3 separate regions of the Mus musculus genome follow, and regions 1 and 3 are each linked to region 2. The links are chromatin contacts, called in public Hi-C and HiChIP or PLAC-seq maps. All regions are on one chromosome and are shown on one strand. Each heading gives the region's core, a stretch centred on a gene start, on an enhancer-like site or on the middle of the called end of the contact. The rest is flanking DNA. Distances are from core to core; before and after follow the strand shown. Region 1 has its middle 21 kb from the start of Gm30999. Region 2 overlaps Fancc (Fanconi anemia, complementation group C). Region 3 has its middle 52 kb from the start of Gm30999.

Region 1 (4,005 bases), core at 1,000-3,499, 700 kb after region 2:
CCAAATGGTAAATGGAATCAGAGACAATATTGTCGCGACATTAAAAAATAAGTTTCAAAAACTAAACCAAACAGACAAAAACAAAGTTAAGCTAAAAAAAAAAATAGAGTCAATAACTGGGTAGAACAGAATATTCTTAGCAAGCATGAAGCTCTGGGTCCAAACCCCAGCACCCACTAACAGTAACAACAGTTAGATATAAACAATGAAGGAACTGAGTAGAACTGGTTGTGGTCCAGGGGACAACACAGGACCCAGAATAGAAACAAAAGACATTTGTTTAGGCTCAGGAGGCAGCTCAGTTGGTGCAATGCTTGCCTAGCAACACAGAGCTCTAAGTTGGGCTCAGCCCTAAATACAGCAGGTGTGGTGGTATACACCCGTAACTCCATCACTTAGGCAGGAAGGTAAAAAGTTCACAGTCATCCTCGTCAGCATAGATGACTTCAAACCGACCTTGGAAAATAAAAATGGCTGGAGAAACAGCTCACTCCTGACTCCTGGGTTTGATTTCTCAGATCTAGCCCTGGCCGTATGGTCTCCAGTCACCTCTGTCACAAAAGCAAGGTAGTCCTTGCTCTTCACTCCCTGGACCAAGATGAATGGGATCTTCAATGTGGCTCACAGTGCTGGCCCCAACTCCTTTCCTGTTCTTCCTTCCTGAATCACACGTCCTACGACCCTACCTCCAGACAAGTGAGGACACCTGAAAATGCTGTTCTCCCAACCAGTAGGACCCACAGCAGCTTCAGGGTGACAGCAGCTGTGGTTAATCTCTCCACCCTCTTGCTTATCTTGGTTCATGTGGTTGCTTGAATCCGAATATGATCCCCATAGGGTCCAGAATCTGGCCCTTCGTTGGCAGTGCTGTGTTGGAAGGCTGCGGGACCTTGAGGAGGTTAAGCCTGGCTGGAGGAGGTGGTCGTGGAGGGATCAGCTATGGCTTGACGGTGGGATTCTCTCTAGCTGCTGGTTAAAATAAAGCCTTCCTCCTGTAAGTTGAGCCTTGCCAGGCATCTGGCCATAGCGAATGAGAGAAATGGATGAAGTAGTACTGTGATCCTGTCATACGAATGCCTTTTGAACCCTGGGAAATCTGGCAACTGAGAGAGTTCACATTGATGTCTCTTACATCATAGCTGGTCTGGGAATCAGAGGATCAGGAGTAAAGAAATTGTCCAATGTGGGAACAAGAGTTTTTTCAGAAAATGGCACAAGCTCTGAAAGAAATGGAATCGTGATGTAGGAGAGAACCCAGCGCCTCCTGGGATACCCAGGAAAAAAGTGGTTTTTTTAAGAGTCTGTGAGCTGAGACCTGAATGACAAGTAGTGGCTGCCATGTGAATTTGGGACAGGAGTGTTCCAGGTAAAATAATAAGCAGATACAAAGGCCCTAAGGTGAAAATGTGCAGGTCCCTGAAGTACACCAGGGCCAGTGCCCTTGGAGAGGGATGACTGATGGAAGCGAATCTGTGAGGGACAGTGTTGCTCAAGTGTGGAAGTCCAGCATATACTCAGTGCGATTGTCTCCTTTGTTCAGCGATGTCCACACACTCCCAAGCTTCTTGCACTGAAGTCATAGGGGAGTTACATAAGTCAGAAAGTCCATTCGGATCACAGAGGGAAGAGAGGACAAGGGCAAAGAAGAGAACTTCATCTGGAACCCATGGAAAAGCTTGTGGAGTGTTCTAGACAAGGGTGGCTAGCTTGAACCTCATTTATTCTTGTTTACACTGCATGTCCACAAGCATGCATGTTTACTCACAGAAGTCAGATAGGACGTAGAATCCTCTGGAATTGAAACTACAGGTAGTTGTGAGCTGCCAGACATAGGTTCTGGGAACAGAACCTGGTTCTTTTAGAAGAGCAACAAGCACTCTTAGCCAATGAGACATTTCTTCAGTCCTCCAAAAATTTCTGGTTTTTAGAAAGAAAATGTGGCTATAGCCACAGCCCTCTTAACAGTTCATGGGCTAGTTCTGCCATCGTGCAGAGCCTGCTACAGTGAGGGAGTTGGGGGGTCGGGAGAGTGTAAGGGAAAAAGCATAGTTGCCTGCCCTCCAAGCTGTCAGAGTCCCAGACACCACGATCAGCCACCTCTGGGATTTTGCTGAAAGATAAACACTGATAAGGCCTGCAGGTCATCCCCAGCAGCCAAGGCCCCCAAGCTCGCTGAGAGGAGGTGGTGCTCCCAGAGCTGAGTCGACAGAAGCCAGGACTGCACGTGCTTCCCTTCAGAGGGAAGCTGCGGCTGGCCACCCACCCTGGGTCTGCGCTGCCCCAGGATGGATCCCCCCCAGAGGGAAAGCATTGTTTGTGTCCTTCTCTGAGAGGCCAGGAGGTCAGGGACAAAAAGTCTCCGGCAGACTGACAGGTTTGGGGTTGCATCTACACAGAACTGTGGCAGAATTTCAATCTCCATTAGCAAAAAAACAAAAAACAAAGCAAAACTATGCTACAAAAGCTACTAGTGAACACACCATGTCCGGGGCAGGGTAAACATTAGAAGTATGTCTGAATTTACCAGAACTGAGCAGTGCCTGCTGGGATGGGCAAGCCTTTGAAGTTAGCTTCTTACGGAGGAACAAACCAACAATAGTAGCAGCAACAACAAAACCCCACAGACTCTCTAAAACTAAATTACTAGAGTGATGTGGGCATCCCTCCAACCTGACCATAGTCGCCCTCCACTGCTATGGGCTCCATTCTACAGGCCTAACTAGCCAAGGATCAAAAATTTCACATTTGGGACTGCAGATGGAACTCAGTTGTTGGGGTGTGTGCTTAGCAGACACCAAGCCTTGTGGTTTGACCCCAGCACCACTTAAACAGCATGGAGTACACACCTGAAGTACCAACACTAAGGAGGAAGGTTTAGGAAGATCATAAGTTCAAAGCCATCCTTAGATAGTCAGCAAGTTTGAGGCCAGCCTGGGCTTCGTTAGAGCCCTGTATAAAACCAAAACAAGACAAAACAAAACAAACAAAAACCCTCAAAATGGCATATGTTTTAATATGTATACTTTAGTTTCTGAAAATCCAACATAACAACTTTTTAGGCAACATTTGGCTATTATATTCACGCTGAGCTACTTAGGGATGGTGGGGTGCACATCACACTTTTTATGAGGGGCAAAGTACACTCAGATTTTTATTTGAGGCCTGAGGTGGAGTGCCAGCCCGTGGATGACTCTCTTGCCAGCACTGAGGGATGATCATAATTTATGCTGAAACTGTCCACACAGGGCCTGTGACATGCCCCTCTAAAAACAGGATGAAGGTTAGGCATCCTTGTCTGACCCTAGAGAGACTGACCTAACAATGATGCCCATAATCAAACTCACAACCCTCTCAACAGTTTTTTGTTTTGTTTTGAGACAGGGTCTCAAGTAGCCCAGGCTGGCCTCAAATATGATTAGTAGCCAAGGATAAATTTGAACTTTTAATCCTCTAGAGTGCTTGGTGCATGGCGCTCAGTCTAGCGTTCGCACAGTGCAACACTGCCCTCTGGTGGTCAGTAGAAGACAACGGCCTGATACTTCAGGGACAGGTTCTCACCAGGGGTCCTCACTCTACCTCCTCTGCTCCTTAAACAATGTGGAGATTGAACTCTAAAGTCTGCCTTCCTGGAATGTCGGTGGGAGGTGGATTCTGGGCATCTGGTGATCCAGGAAGGCGATTCTGGTCGAGGAGCTCTAGGGGGTTTTCGTCTTGGTGTTTAGGCTTGGAAAGTCTAGTCTGTGATGCTGGGTAATCCTGAAAGGCTGATCCAGAAGCAAAGGAGGCAAAGAATTAAAACCTGTGCTGCCTATGAGACGGGACTTGTGCAAAAGCTGCACACATGGTGCTAATAACTACAACGAGAAGGACTGAGAACAAGAGTGACTGCCTGGTTTCATTGGGATTTTTCTCGTTTAGTGGGTAAAGGTGCTTGCACCAAGTCTGACCACCTGAATTCAGTTCCCAGAACCCACATGGTAGAAGTCCCAAAAGTTCTCTTTTGGC
Region 2 (4,102 bases), core at 456-2,955:
CAAGTATCGTCTGAAGGTGGCTTCACTGCCATGTATGTTATTATCAATAAGTGAAGCAAAGGAGAGAGGGTCAGCATGGACTAAGCAGGACAGCATCATGACCGGGCATAAAGTGTGCACCTGAGTCAGGGGGAGTGAGCCAGTCATACACAGTTCAGTAGGTAGGTTGTCAGGGGCAGCATCAGGATGACAAAATAAATTATTACATGTGGATGTGAAGGCTTTGCAAAGTCAGGAGACGGCTGCTCCCCTGTGTAGAGTTAAAGGCAGCTGAATCCTTATCTTGCCTCAAGCCAGGGCCCAGTGTGTGTCACTCTCACCCCTAGACACATGTGGTCAGCAGACACTATCCTAAACTAAAGGCACCGTTACTCCAGTACCAAGACCAGCAGAGACTTAGGGCAAACCCGGAACAACACTCAAGTCAAGCTGAGGAAAAAGCTTCCTCCTGTCCTCAGTCCCAACTTGGGCATCCTGGGAATCCAAGGATGATGTTAGTTGAAGGCCGTTTGCTCCCTGGGGAACCAAGAGTATGTGAGAGAGGACAGCATACGCTTACAGCTGTGCTCACAACAGTGAGTACCAGCCAGTGCATTGGCCGAGGTTTCCTCCCAGATGCCAGGCTGCGTATGCTCCATCTATTTAACTTCTCCAGGGAAAGAGGGATGGTAAGAATAAACCATGCAGGTTTATAGTTGCCCTAGAAAGCAGAAACCCCTGCTAAAACCCGAGAGACCTCTACAGCCTTGGGCTGAGTAGGATTTTAGTAGGTTGAGCACCTGAGCTCTGCCCTTAGTCAAATGGCAGACAGCATCACAGGGAATGAGGCCACAACCCACAAGAAAGGTGTCTAGAACAGTACTACTCTGAGGAGGCAAGCATCACATAAGCATTAGCCCTGTGGCCATTGGTTACAGCAGCCAAAGCTGTAGATAGGAGAAGCTCCTGTGTATTTTGCCCTTGCAGTTGCTGTCCAACCTCTGCTGATGGGAACCTAGAGTCCTCTGGTCTACTGGAGGCATCTAACCTCCACTCATTCTTCAAATGCCTTCCTTTTCCCATCCCCCTGTCTCCTGAAGCTCTGCTGGGAATAAAGACAGTGATCACTGAGAGCGCCCAGTGTGCCATTCCTATAGTACATCCTGGGTAGACTCCATGTCTCTTATTGGCCACAAGGCCAAATGCAAACAGAAGGACAAACACAGAGGGCCAGGGGGAATTCTCCCCCTAGAGAGCTGGCCAATGTGAAGCCACACTCAGGCACAGCAGTGGGCAGATGGTTCTAGGAACAGGGCATGGGGAAGAAAGACAAACTCCTAAGTTATTTTTAGTGAAAATGTTTCATCTCCACAGGAGTGGTCTTTTGGAAGCTTTCTTTGTGAACAAGACTCCACTAACATTTCTGAAAACAAGGCTGGGAGCGTAGCCAGTGTCAGAGCATGCGCCTAACACGTGTGAGGCTGTGGGTGGTCTCCAACACCAGAAAAATAAAGATCCTTTCAGCTCGTTACCAAATGCCTGTAGCAGCAGTAGCCGGCTTCACTCTGAAGTGACTAAGCAGCATCCCCCGGGTGAGGTACCTGCTTGTTTTCTTTTTTCAGAGCTTCTACCAAGCACGATGTGAAAACCTGAAGAGCAGCTAGTACTTCTGGGGCTCCGTCAGTTTCCAGCAGCACAAACCTGAACAAAGCAAAGGGAGGTGACAGCACCCTGCTGCTCCACACACAATGCAAGCCCATTAGTTCATCAGACTGCAGCTCCTGAGTGAAGGCAGGAGGGAGCAGCCACCCTTCCAGCCTCTCTCATATGGCCTTCCCATGGGTACTTCGGTGTTCACAAACCAGACAGTGCTAGCAACAAGTGTTCTGCTTTTACCAGTGAGGACAGAGCTGCCTGGAGAGTGGAGATTCCAACACACACAGTCAGAATCACCAGAGTGGGGCTGTGGAATTAGATGTCCTTGGTTTAGTTTCCGTGCCCTTTTACACAACTAACTTTTCTTTTTGTTTAAAGAAAGAAATCTCAAACTTGATTATCCCGAAACAAAAACAATAACATGTCTTCTTATACCTGTGGCCATTTAAGTTAAGAGTTGGTATGTTTCAAGAGCAACACAAATGGTAAGGTATTGGTTGTAAAAATTCCTTTCCTGTGTTGGGGCTTGATGGCGCTTGCCTTTAATCCCAGCATTCAGGAGGCAGAGGCAGAGGCAGGTGGGTCTCTGAGTTTAAGGCCACAAACAAACAAACAAACACTCCTTTTCTAGGTCTGGAGAAATGGCTCAGTGGTTAAGAGCACTTGCTGGTTTTTCAGACCACTTGAATTCCATTGCCAGCATCCGTATCAGGCAGCTCACAACCTTCCGTAACTAGCTCCTGGGTCCAACACCTCTGACCTTAGTGTATCTATAGGAATCCATAGGTGCCAACTCTCATGACTTCGGAGCAGAGCCAACTGGTGTGTTACACACTTCTTGTTACTGGTCCTTTAAACAAAGCACAAGTTCCTAGGACCTAGTCTTTCAAATAAAAACACCATTCTGCTGAAATGTGGCGTTTCCTCTGTCTTTCAGAGAGTTCTTTCTGTTCAAAATAGTTTTGTGCCTTTTGGCTTTCTTTAGGTCTGTGACAAAGCCCAGCCAGCCCTCATGTGGTGAAGGGCTGTACTGCATCTTTACTTGGAGCTGGGACAAACGCTGCATGGATATTTCAGTACCCAAATGAATCCCACTTCTCTACCTCATTTGAGTATAAACAGGTTAAAGAATGCCACCACACTCCGGAGGCTGTCTTTTCAATGCACAGCAACTTCTGAGTTTTCACCCCTAACTACCAAGAGCGCAAACCTCTACGTTCCCACACCAGCCAGAGACCAACTGTTCCCAAAGACAGTATATTTACCTGAACATTTCATCAACAATTCTGAAGATGGCAGGTTGGCAGGCTGCTTGAGGCTATAAAAAGAAAAGACCATGAAACAGAGAAATACAAGAGGAACCTATCAATAACAACTTTGGATTATTAGGCAAACGAGAAGTTTGGGGCTGCTCCAGAAAAGTGACACATTCCATTAGGTTAAGAAAAGAAAAAGTACTTGGTACCCAGAAAAACCCATAAAATGCCAGCAGTGGTTCTCTCTGAGCATGGGCTGTGGGCAAACTTTATTTACTTATTTTGTATTCCTGTTATATACCACATTTTCTATAGTAAGCCTGTATGTAAGAATAAGTTTCATGAGTGGTTAAGAAGCACTTTATGACAACAGGACTCAGGCCCTACTCAGCAGCACACTCCACCTGCTGACCTTCACCATCCACCTCCCCACCATCCTCGTCCCATAGTTGGTAATGAGCACCTAAGAATCAGGTGGCCACCACTATTGGGTACAGTTAGCAGTTAATGGAAAGTACAGCCACGTGACACCCGGTGAAAGCTCCCCAATCTTTTCTAGAATACCCTGTCAGTAGGATTTAATGGTTTCAGTCTATAGAAACTGGCTTCCTGAGGCCTAGGAAGAGCCTGCTTACTTATATTTTTAGTCAGAGCTTAAAACTTGAGTTTATGATAGATTTTTTTAAAAAGCCTATTTGTATTATAAAACATTTCACAATGGCATCCAGAGATAAGTAGGCCAGGCTCCAATAAAGGGAATTTCTGGAGTAATTTTGTGTTTGCTATGACTAGCTTTGGGAAACATTTTTTTTCTAGCCACCTTGGATCCTGTGCATCACTTTTCTGACTTTTCTGAACCACCCTGAAGAAAGTTGAGTGTTTCTTTGGCTTTCCCACTTAATAGTTAATTCTGCCATGGCAGCTTAACTTGCAACATGGAGTATGTGCCATCTAGTGGCCATACATGACCATTACAGGCTGCCACACAAATGATGGGAGGCTGTCCTTTTCATCAAAGACATTTATGATTTGCACGCTAATGCTTTCTCCTTTTCAAATAAAGCAACCCATGATCTCTAACCCTTTGTCAACGTACATCTTTCTCCAAATGAAGCAAACCTAAAATCCTCATAAACTTGTTACCTACTTAAGAAATTAACAACAGAAGAATGGCAGGTTATTTCATGGCTTTGATCTCCAAAAGTCATTTA
Region 3 (3,628 bases), core at 197-2,696, 670 kb after region 2:
TACCAACTTCAACTGATACAACTTCAAAACACAGATTCTGGTTTTAATTACTTCGATTATGTGGAGTTAAGATGCCAACATTTTTTTACTTTTGATCTTTGTCTCGCTAGAACTCATCACAGCAGGAGAGACACTTACTCATCTATCAGTAGCAAAGACCCACTGCTGTTCAGCAACAGCCCTGAGGGGCTGCATGGGGCAGGGTAGAGAAAATGTTAGAAAAGAATGAGAGGACAAAGGCCAATCACTCGTGTTATCTCTCCCATGTCTGTCCTCTTCCTCTGTTCATCTATAAACAGTTATTGAGCACCCTGGACAGGCACCAGGCATCTAGGAAGACCCTGGTGCATAAAGCCCACAGACTCCCGCTCTCAAATGTGCACAGTCCAGCTACTCAGCATTGTGTGCAGAGACTCCAGAAAGACAGGTGACTCTGAGTACTCGAGCCTGTCCCAGAGCTGGTTTCTGACAGGATTTGGGTTTCTAACAAGGTTTCCTTTTGGAGCTAAAGCTGGAATAGTGAAGACTGAGATTCTTGGAAGATTTTGATCAATAGGTAGGCTGGAAGGGAAGCCGGTGAAAAGACCAGACAAGCTCCTCAACTTCCCTACTACAAAGGGGACAAGGGACAAAGCACCTAGGCAAAATCGGAGGGCAGTGGAGTCCTGAGGGGGTTTCCCCCTGTTTACTGGCATTTCTAAGAAGACCCTGGTTACAGCAGCTAGAGTGACACACTCAGCTGCCTCCAATCGCCAAGTGCTGACCACAACTGCTGGCTGCCTGGCACCATTTGGTCAGGGACCAGGAGGAGGAGGGTGAGCCACAGTGGGTGGCGTTGGTGGCTCCTTTCTGTTGGTGGGCCTTTTCTCTGCCTTAGGACCTGTCTTGTGGAAGGGAGGGCAGGGAGCCTTCACAGCCAGCAAGCCTCTGATCAGTTTATTTATTTAAACAGCAAACATCCTGCCTGCCATGGGGCCTCTCCGTGGAGTGAGGGCTGTTCCTGAATGGGACAGACGCTGTGTCTTCACAGAGACCACCCACATGGCTGGGAGGTTTATGCCTCCATGCAGGGGAAATGACAGCCTGTGTTTTCAAGCACCACAGCTGCCCAGGAATGTGTGTGTTGCCAGCCGCACCCAGACACACCAACAGGCAAAAGTTGCCTCCTCCTCGGGCTTTCTCCTGGGCTCTGCTTTCTTTTGTTTTGTCTTTAGAGTTTTTATTCCTCTCAGCTGCAACGGTAATAAAGAAAAGCATATCATAACACAAAAAAAAAGAAAAGAAAGAAAGGAAGAAAAGAAAAAGAAAAAGAAAAAGAAAAAAGAAAGAAAAGAAAAAGTTAAGCCTTCTCTCTCAGAAGGAAAAGAAAGACTTGAATAACCAGAAGGTCACTAGAAAAGCAAACAGGCAGGGACTGTTTGTGGAGGACCCAGATGGGCGTCCAAAAATCCTTTCCAAAGTGCAGACAGAGAACAGGGCTGAGGTGTCTGTGTGGGGCTCACCAGTCAGCAACTTATATCCTGATCCCAAACCCCACAGGTCACCCAGAAACACACAGGTGATTTGGGAAACCTCAGACCTCACTGAAATAAAGTCAAACAAGGCCCTCGTTAGCATCGGTGTTTGTTCAGCATGTCCTGTATCCATGTGTTTTCCTACCAGATGAGCAATGTCTTAAATCGGCAATTACTGACCAGATTTTTATCGTATTTGTGATTGCAAAGTTGAGGGAGATTGAGCATTTAGTTGTTTTCCATTTGTTTGGGTTTTTCCTGTGTCCCCTTGGCCACGTGCACACTCCGGGAGCCATTAATCCTTTGCTTCTAAGCAGCATGGCTAACCATATGGTCAGCTGTGTCTTCAAAAGTAGTGTTGGTTTTGGACTTGGGAGTTACAACCCACACCCCAAGTCTGACCAGTCATTCTTAGTAAGCCATACTTTTCAAAAAAGCCAAATTTAAAAAAGCAAAGCAGAGAACAGAGATTTATTCAGCAAAGGGACAAAGATCCAGCAAACCCATAAAGTACATATTTGGGATCCAGAAGTGAGATCAACATATAAATAAAGAGCCAAGGATGTGCACATCTCAGCAGTCCAGTCAATGTGAGGTCTGACTCACCACTGACCCACCAGTGTCTGATATGTGGTCTGACAAGTTGTGAGAACTCTTTCTGGGAGTCAAGCTCACCCTTCAGCTAGTGCCTTTTCCTTCTCCCTACATGAGAGCCGGGAGAAATTCCCACCTCTGTGGGATACATCGTCTCAATTATCTGATGGTCAGATTGAAAGACAAAAGTCTCTTTAGAATATCTTCATTTTTGCCAGGCTGATTTCAATGTCAGACCAATATCCAAATTCCTCCAATAATTTCCCAAATATGATGGTCATATGTAATACACAGATTGAGAGAAATTTGTCTTAAAGACAATTTTTCATTCTCTGAGGGTTAATTGTGTTTTGTTAACAAATTTTATGTTAGAACAGTTTTAAGTTTATGACATAAAGGAATTTAGCATAGAGTCCCCACATATCCTTGCCTTAACACATGCAATTCCCCACCACCCGCCTCCTACCCAATGTTGGGCATTTGTTACCATTAAGACCCCACAGCAGTATGCTATCATTACCTCTCATGAGAGCACACAGCAGTATGCTATCTTTACCCCGTATCACCAGCTCAACAAGGATCACTCAGGACGTTGTGCATTGTGTGGGTTCTGATGAAGTACAAGACCCTGTATTCACATTGTATTTCTCATAGAGCAGTCACATTGCTCTGGAACCCCCCAGTCATCCACCAGTGCAAAGCCCGTTTCTCAAGAACACTCAACTTCAACATGTAAAACATCTTGTGGGAAACACACATGCCTCTCCTCTGCTAAAACAGAAATTCTAAACCTTAAGCTGGAAGATGGCTGCGGTTCCAACTGCTAGTATACCTGATGCTGAAATCACCCTTCAGTTGGAGCCCTGAACACAAGCTCTGACATCATTAGTGATGAGTGTTTAGGAACTGGCCCTGACACCCCACTCAATGACCTGGAGACATCCATGTGTCCCCTAATGAGACATCTGAGTTTCTACTGTTGGAAGCTCTGTATATGCTCTAATGTCTGGATCCATCTTCAGAGCCTCCTCTGCAGTATATTTTGACTAAAGCCATGAAGAGACAGGGCAGGAGGAAACATGCAAATGAGAAAAAGGATGAGGCCAGAGATAAACTGATCGCCAGACTCAGTACTCCACAAACACAATGCCCCACAGACACAGTGCTCCACAGACACGGGTGCAATGGGCTAAGGAAAACACAGGAAAATGACACAGTCCATGGTATCACCTGGGAGGTACCAGGTATGGTCTAGGAAGAATAAAGTTTAGGCTCAGTTGGCCACAATATTTCAGTCATTTCCCACCTGGATTTAGGCCAAGCTACTCCAGGGTTCATAGCCTTGGTGTTCGGTCTCCAAGGTGCATAGGTCAATTTGTTTGGGCAACTAGACAGCCAGAAAGTATAAAGGATGCTTTACCATGGCATGCATGGAACGTTTATAAAGGAGCGCTATTCCATCATTATCTCTTTTCTACAAAAGGAACCGAGTATGTGAGATAAATTTAGACAGGTAGCTG

Evidence for each region. A called contact is a pair of places that touch in the nucleus more often than the background predicts. HiChIP or PLAC-seq counts read pairs in DNA pulled down with a chosen protein or histone mark.
Region 1: a Hi-C map of stem cell-derived neural stem cells shows a contact between it and region 2, with 3 times the contacts expected there. The contact joins two enhancer-like sites. A contact is called at or near these places in 16 of 39 promoter capture datasets (the 3T3-L1 cell line, 3T3-L1-derived adipocytes, the C10 cell line and 10 more), 3 of 15 datasets of contacts at CTCF or cohesin (the NIH/3T3 cell line, large pre-B cells and pro-B cells), 52 of 484 Hi-C or Micro-C datasets (the 3T3-L1 cell line, 3T3-L1-derived adipocytes, B cells and 30 more), 4 of 115 datasets of contacts at active chromatin or transcription factors (T-cell acute lymphoblastic leukemia, astrocytes, embryonic basal ganglia and 1 more) and 2 of 9 other capture datasets (embryonic stem cells and liver).
Region 3: an H3K27ac HiChIP or PLAC-seq map of embryonic stem cells shows a contact between it and region 2, with 4 times the contacts expected there. The contact joins two enhancer-like sites. A contact is called at or near these places in 2 of 39 promoter capture datasets (cranial neural crest and second pharyngeal arch cranial neural crest), 1 of 484 Hi-C or Micro-C datasets (the N1E-115 cell line) and 1 of 115 datasets of contacts at active chromatin or transcription factors (embryonic stem cells).

What each region holds. Positions count from the first base shown.
Region 1 is chr13:64,033,027-64,037,031 of GRCm38.p6, forward strand. No RefSeq gene overlaps it. Among named protein-coding and RNA genes, the nearest start is that of Gm30999, 21 kb to the right of the region's middle. Within about 2 kb of position 2,250, at least 35 of the 459 cell types and tissues checked have an H3K27ac peak or open chromatin away from gene starts, as enhancers often do. A contact at or near this core is called in differentiating embryonic stem cells and stem cell-derived neural stem cells, where this site is marked.
Region 2 is chr13:63,328,941-63,333,042 of GRCm38.p6, forward strand. It overlaps Fancc (Fanconi anemia, complementation group C), which reads right to left. Exons shown (of 15, transcript NM_007985.3): 9 at 2,901-2,953; 10 at 1,581-1,680. Among named protein-coding and RNA genes, the nearest start is that of Mir3074-1, 30 kb to the left of the region's middle. Within about 2 kb of position 1,706, at least 55 of the 459 cell types and tissues checked have an H3K27ac peak or open chromatin away from gene starts, as enhancers often do. A contact at or near this core is called in differentiating embryonic stem cells, embryonic stem cells and stem cell-derived neural stem cells, where this site is marked.
Region 3 is chr13:64,002,280-64,005,907 of GRCm38.p6, forward strand. No RefSeq gene overlaps it. Among named protein-coding and RNA genes, the nearest start is that of Gm30999, 52 kb to the right of the region's middle. Within about 2 kb of position 1,447, at least 74 of the 459 cell types and tissues checked have an H3K27ac peak or open chromatin away from gene starts, as enhancers often do. A contact at or near this core is called in embryonic stem cells, where this site is marked.